2 separate regions of the Mus musculus genome follow, and region 1 is linked to region 2. A link is a contact called in public Hi-C data. All regions are on one chromosome and are shown on one strand. The core of a region is the stretch at or near the end of the contact, and the rest is flanking DNA. Distances in the headings are between cores, read along the strand shown. Region 1 holds the start of Adamts20 (a disintegrin-like and metallopeptidase (reprolysin type) with thrombospondin type 1 motif, 20). Region 2 overlaps Prickle1 (prickle planar cell polarity protein 1).

What was found. A called contact is a pair of places that touch in the nucleus more often than the background predicts.
Region 1: a Hi-C map of cortical neurons shows a contact between it and region 2, with 4 times the contacts expected there. The contact joins the promoter of Adamts20 here to the enhancer-like site in region 2. A contact is called at or near these places in 2 of 484 Hi-C or Micro-C datasets (cortical neurons and embryonic stem cells) and 2 of 115 datasets of contacts at active chromatin or transcription factors (astrocytes and bone marrow-derived dendritic cells).

What each region holds. Positions count from the first base shown.
Region 1 is chr15:94,402,989-94,406,268 of GRCm38.p6, forward strand. It overlaps Adamts20 (a disintegrin-like and metallopeptidase (reprolysin type) with thrombospondin type 1 motif, 20), which reads right to left and starts at 1,362. Exons shown (of 39, transcript NM_177431.5): 1 at 1,011-1,362; 2 at 201-562. The coding sequence starts at 1,101.
Region 2 is chr15:93,509,595-93,512,806 of GRCm38.p6, forward strand. It overlaps Prickle1 (prickle planar cell polarity protein 1), which reads right to left. Exons shown (of 8, transcript NM_001033217.5): 2 at 2,856-3,042; 3 at 1,077-1,190. The coding sequence starts at 2,987. Among named protein-coding and RNA genes, the nearest start is that of Prickle1, 85 kb to the right of the region's middle. Within about 2 kb of position 1,292, at least 33 of the 459 cell types and tissues checked have an H3K27ac peak or open chromatin away from gene starts, as enhancers often do. A contact at or near this core is called in cortical neurons, where this site is marked.

The DNA of each region.
Region 1 (3,280 bases), core at 112-2,611, 890 kb after region 2:
AGAGGCCACTCCTGAGCGCCTCTGGAGCACGTGACAAATGGATGAAAGATGCTCTCTCTCTGCCTGTGGTCTAGGCTCCTCTCTCTGGTGGTCTCTGAGGACTCCAAGGAACCTACTAGGAACCACCCACCATGCCCCAATCCCCAGACAGCCCTGGCCTGGATCAGAGAAAACTCATAGGGAGGTACAATCAGGCTTACCAGTCCTCCACAGAGACTGAAGACAGCAGTGTGGTCCTCTCGCGCGTTGACCTGGCCACGGTAGAAACAGTGGCGCAGGTCTGGGGACTCCGTGCTGCGCCCGCCTGGTCCAGGTACCGGGGTCCCCAAGTGCACCTCAGTGTAGCCTGCAGCCAGGAAGGCCGCATCAGCGCTCAGGTTCAGCTGGAAGAGCTGCCCGTAGGCGCTGATTCGGTAGTGGGTCCTGAACGGAGGAGGCTCCGGCACCCCGGAGCTACGTTTCTTCCGGCTGAAATGCCGGTTCTGGGGAAACACGTCTCCGAACTCATTGACCCGCGTGGGGGTCACCACTTCGTAGGAGGCCAGAGTCTTCACCAGGGCTTCTGCAACACACAGCGAAATGTCTATGAAGCCCCGACGCTGTCCAACCCACAAGCTCTTGAGCCAAGCATCCCTACCCAAGGTCCCCAGTTTTGGTCAGTCTCAGGGGCACGACAGATATACACACACGCACACACCTGGGCACCGTGGGCATGTACTGCTTTCCCACGGGTCCTATATGCTCTATACAGACCTTGCCACCCACCACCCAGCGCAGCCACCTCCTTGCCAGCCCCTCTTCTCTTCCCAGCCTCCAGCAACCCGTGTTGTCCGGATGCACGCTGCTCCATGCCCCACGCGTGCCCGCCGCATGATCAGGAGAGCGTGTCCCCAGAGATTCCACGACAACCAAAAAAGTCCTCGGGGATGCTCTGAGCTGGGTGGCCTGGGGTCTCCAACCAGTCTGCACCACCCACTCGCACCCGGCCCAAGCGCCCACGGCGACCTTACCCTGTCGTGGGTGGAAACGAACTTCCCAGGACCCAGTGAGAAGGAGCGAGATCGGGCAGAGCAACCCGGTCAGCCACTTGGCCACCCGCATGGCTGCACACAGGGGAGGGGATCCCGACTGGGAGGCCGCCCCAGGGCCGCCGGCTCCCCGAGCTCCGCTGCCCTCCTCCGCGCTCTAGCGGTTCTCCGCGGCGTCTCAGCAGCCTCCTGAGCACCCGGGACTGCACCCCGGCTCGCCTCGCCCCGCCGCCAGTCCCCGCTCCCGGCGCCGCTGCCTCATCGCGCGCTGCCCGCCTGGCTCTCTCAGGCCCGCGCGCCCCGCGCTCCCGCGCCACCCTGGGAAGCGCTCGCTGCCCGGCCCAGCGGGAACCGAGCCAGAGTAGCGGGGCGCGCGGGGCGGCGGAGGGCCCGCCCCCCAGGACCTGGTCGACCAATCAGCGGGAGGCGCGGCGGCTCGGCCTCCCGCGCAGCCCCTGCCCCGCGCAGCCCCGCCCGCGGGCGCGCGCACCGGGACCTCCCTGGCTGCAGCTCCGCGTCCCCAGGACCAGCCAGACCCCACGCACGTTGACAGGTGATAGGAGCACGGAGTGAAATGACAAGTGTCAGACCGGGGCCTATGCAATTCACGTTTGAGAGGTCCTATTCGGCTTCCCACGCAAAATAACCATCCGTAACCGGATGCTATCCATGGAGCTTGTGGTGAGGCTCAGTTTTTTGAGGGTCCCTGTGTGCAGGGAGACTCTGGAGTTTGGAGGATACGGAGCTAGAAGACTTGTGTATGACTGCATTAACCTATCTCTCTTGGTTGAGGAAGTTCAAGGAGGTCATTGGAGTCTCCAGAACTCCAGTCACATGTGATTACTGTTGCCTGTCTGCGCCTTTGGTTTTGTGCTTAAATATGCACAAAGGACTCTCCCCAAAACATACAAATGTCAAGAACCACGGAACATCTGCCTGTTTCTGGGACCAATCTCTCCACCGAGTGAAGAAAGCCCTCTGTCAATGTTAACTCTCGTCAACAATATCTGTAGCTCTGAATCCGTGCGCAAGGCCAGGCCCTACTGCAACGGACAAACTTTAGCATGAAGAGAAAAACAGCTTCTTTTCAAGGGTACTTCTCGTGTCCTGAGCTCACCTGTTTGATTTGCAGGATCTGCAATTACTTCTATTACCAGAACGGAAAAAAACGGGGGAGAGGGGCTGGGAGCCTTGAAATCCAACCAAGGCCATTAACCAGGGAAGGCAAACCTTCACGGATACAACGGGGTGACTGCAGCTCAGTTTGGCTTACAGTCACTGTTGCAGTCACTGTTGCGCTCTGGGCTCTTGGCCTTGGAAATTGCCCTCTAACCATACGTTCCCTCCTTCCATGTCACCGGTATCAATCTTCTGTTGTTGGCAGCACGGGTAGTAGAAGAGTTTCAGGAAGGGAGAGTCGAAACTTATATTTGATGGTGAAATCCCCAGCTGGGTGGTGGTATGGTAATCCTCACTCGCTCCTCTTTTCCTTCCCACTTTCCCACCAGTGCCATTCCATCCACCAGAGAATTAGAGAGCATGGCAGGTTTAGGTTAGAATGTGGTGGTCTTAAAGAGAACAACAACGGACTTTACCCACAACTGTGCGTTTAACCTTTACCATCCTCCACGCTGGGCACTTTAATGGCATGCAGCTCTGAGTACATCTTGGCATTTGGAGCCAGGCCTTTCCACCTACAAAGACCCGAAACCAGAATCATACCACACTAATTGCTACCCGACTGCTGAGAGACACCTTGTTTTCATCGCTGAAGGTTCAAAGCATCAAAGCAGTGCTGGTAACGGAGCGTTTCGTTTTCAACACATCTGACATTTTGGAAATATTGTGTTCATGGGACAGTTCATGTGCTGTCTGTGTCACTCTAATCTTATAGATATATTTTAATTAATCCTCTGAGAATTCCATACAATATGTTCTGCCCCCAGTCACCGCCTTTCCCCGCCCCCAACTCCTCCCAGGTCTGCTCCCAACTTGCCAGTATTCTCGCAACTTTGTGTCCTATTATTTAATAGCCTCCGGAGGAGTCCAGTTTGCATTGTCTACTTACTCTTGGGAATAGGGCCATTCACTGGAGTGCGGTTAATAGGGCCATTCACTGGAGTGCGGTTAAACTATAGTGAAACTCACCGGTATAGAAAACAGACTCCTGTCCCCCCAGAAATGACCTGTCCACAGCTGGTGTGTGCCCATGCACCGGTCACACTCCAAGCTAGAACGTTGACTTGCATGAA
Region 2 (3,212 bases), core at 42-2,541:
CCTGTCTAAGAAAGAAAGAAAGAAAGAGAGAGAGAGAGAGAGAGAGAGAGAGAGAGAGAGAGAGAGAGAGAGAAAGAGAAAGGAAAGAAAGAGGAAAGAAAGAAAGAAAGAAAAAGGAAAGAAAGAAAAAGGAAAGAATGAAAGAGAAAGAAAGAAAAAAAGAAGAAGAAAGGAAGGAAGGAAAAGAAAAGGAAGAAAGAAAGAAAGAAAGAAAGAAAGAAAGAAAGAAAGGAAAGAAAGAAAGAAAGAAAGAAAGGAAGGAAAGAAAGAAAGAGAAAAAGAAAGAAAGAAAAAGAAAGAAAGGAAGGAAGGAAAAGAAAAGAAGGAAGGAAGGAAGAAAGAAAGAAAGAAAGAAAGAAAGAAAGAGAAAGAAAGAAAGAAAGAAAGAGAGAGAAAAAGAAAGAAAGAAAAAGAAAGAAAGGAAGGAAGGAAAAGAAAAGAAGGAAGGAAGGAAGAAAGAGAAAGAAAAAGAAAGAAAGGAAGGAAAAGAAAAGAAGGAAGGAAGGAAGAAAGAGAGAAAGAAAGGAAGGAAGGAAGGAAGGTAGGTAGGTAGAACGGACCTCGGTCTTTAGAAAAGAGGCGTGCTACCTGACAGAACAGGCGTGGCTTATTCTTTTCTGAATGTGAACTGACTGCAGGAAAGGATCCCACCTTTCTCCGAAGGCTGAAACTGGCTGTTTTCACTCCACATTCTACTGGCGCTCAGGTCAATCCTGAAACACCCTGAGGTGCCCACCCTGCACATGGAAGGAACCGCTCCTGATAGTTAATTGCTGGGTGGCTGAAAACACTATCAGAAACAACAAAACCCATGTGGGGCTTCCTGCTATGGTGGCGTTCTCTCTCTTCTCTAGGAAGGAAGGGAGGGAGGGAGGGAGGGAGAGAGAGAGAGAGAAAGAAAGAAAGAAACAGAGAGAGAGAGAGAGAGAGAGAAAGGGAGGGAGGGAGGGGAGAGAGAGAGAAGCTGTATTTTTAGGGTGCATTTTAAGAGAGGCCGAGCTGGGACTTCAGAAAGACCCCTCAATGCTTACTGTTTATTTTCTTTTTACTAATTAGCTTTCCTCCTGTTACTATACCTCGTTATCGTGTGGAGGCAACTGGTACAGGAGCTGTTTAATCCTGTGTTTCTCCCCAGGGCTGTTAACATAAGGAACCTTTTCCTCTGGCAAGCATGCGAAATAGAGCTGGATCTGTGGAGGCAGAAGCAGGGCATGGTGACATCAGTACACAGGAGGAAGGGCTGAGCCGCCTGCCTTTATCCTTCCCTCCTTTCCAGGGCTCGGCCTCCTGCAGCTAATGAGGGGACCAGCTGAGCCAACTCAGCAGAGGTGCAAACCTGCATCTGCTAGCATCCACTAGCATCCAGCTGCTAAATTGCTCCTCAGGAATGCAATTTGTAGTGACAATTAAGGGCACCATAAATTATGCGCGATCAAATGTGCACATTTATGGCGACTCTTCTTCCCTAGTCTTGCAAAGGTCAGCTGAGGGATCAAGGGGAGAGTGCTGGGTGACTTCTGTAAGTGACCACACAGGCTGTGTGACAAGATCCAACACCCAGCCTCTACACAAATAGACTCAGTTTTCTCTCGGAATTCTACGGTTCTCTCCAGCCTCGGCATGGCAGGCTGTCACCGGTGGGAGCTGCAGTATCCAGCTTCACTTTCCCCAAGGAAGCAGGAGAAGGGAGATGCTGAGCTAATCTGATTGTTGTCTTTTAGGAGCGTCCTAAAAGATGAACGCAGGATCCTGCATTGCTGAGATGGAACCAAAGGCATTCAAGTTAAAAAAAAAAAAAAAAAAAAAAGGAGTTTAGGGACCTGGGACTTGTCTGCTAGAAGCAGACCTACAAACACATGCCATCCAAAGACAGGAAGGATCTTCTCTACGAAACAGTTCGTCAAAACTCCACTTCCCTAACTGCTACACCAGCATAATTTTCCTTCCTGTATTGTTCTAGAAGCTTTTCCTTACGGTTACTATCATTGGATCCCATTATGGATGGTTGTGAGCCACCATGTGGTTGCTGGGATTTGAACTCAGGACCTCTGGAAGAGTGGTCAGTGATCTTAACCGCTGAGCCATCTCTCCAGGCCAAGATTCCCTATCTCAAAAGGGGTTCCCTTCCACCGCCCAAAGAACAGTAACTCATAATCAGGCACAGAACTGGTGGCATCTTCTATTCTGAAGGATACCTTTGCCTGTACAGGATCTACCAACCATTTTTAATAACCTCATCATAAGGATATTGGGAAATAAAAACAGGCAGGCAGATCGCTCCCATCTTTAAAACAGAGAAACAAAGGATGTGCCACAATGATGTGTCTCTGATCCCCACTGTAGTTGTCAAAGGCCATGTTTATCAGCAACACCACATTCCTCTTCCGTAGAGGGGCATTGTGGAGAACTGGCCTGGAGGTCGTCCTTCTATTTCCTTTTGTCCTTACTGAACCTTTGAGACATGTAATAGTGGCATACACCTTTAATTTCAGCACTTGGGAGGCATAGGAAGGCAGATCTCTGAGTTCTGTGAATTGGAGGCAAGCCAGGACTACACAGTGAGACCCCATTTCAAAAGACAAACACCCCTCCCCCACCCCACCTACCATTTAAAAACAAACAAAAAAAAAAAACAAAACTCCAAATGAGGAACGTTTCTCTTCCCTAAAAGGTGACTTGTGAAAGTCCTATCAGAAACGCCTGTGGTGCCCTGCATTTGCATTAATCACGATGGCAGAAGGAGGGCATTACTGAAACCAAACCAGACCTTAGACAGCAAAGCCAGCCAGGGAGATGAGAGGTTCCACACTTCCCTGGAAAGCACATCAAAGGGGACAGCGTTGCTTCCTACCTACCTGCTCGGGCCTGAGGCCCGGTGGGACCCATGCATACTCTTCAAGTGCACAGCCGGAATCATCATCTGATGTGGAGCTTCTCTGGCACCCGAAGACCAGTTTGCTCATTTTCGGTTCCATCTCCAAAGGCATAATAATGAAGTTTTAAAGCTGGCTGCTTAGTCACAGGACATCCAAGAGACAGCTGCTGTGGGTGACATAGAAGGCGCTGTGTTAAAAAGCAATGCTTCTCTACCAAGAGCTTCTAGTTTACATATGGATGGGCTCAGAGACAGTGAACCAAACGCCTGGGTTTGCTGACTTCAGGCCCCGTGCCACTCAGGCAATTAGGAAGTGACTCCCTTAACCAGCTCAGTA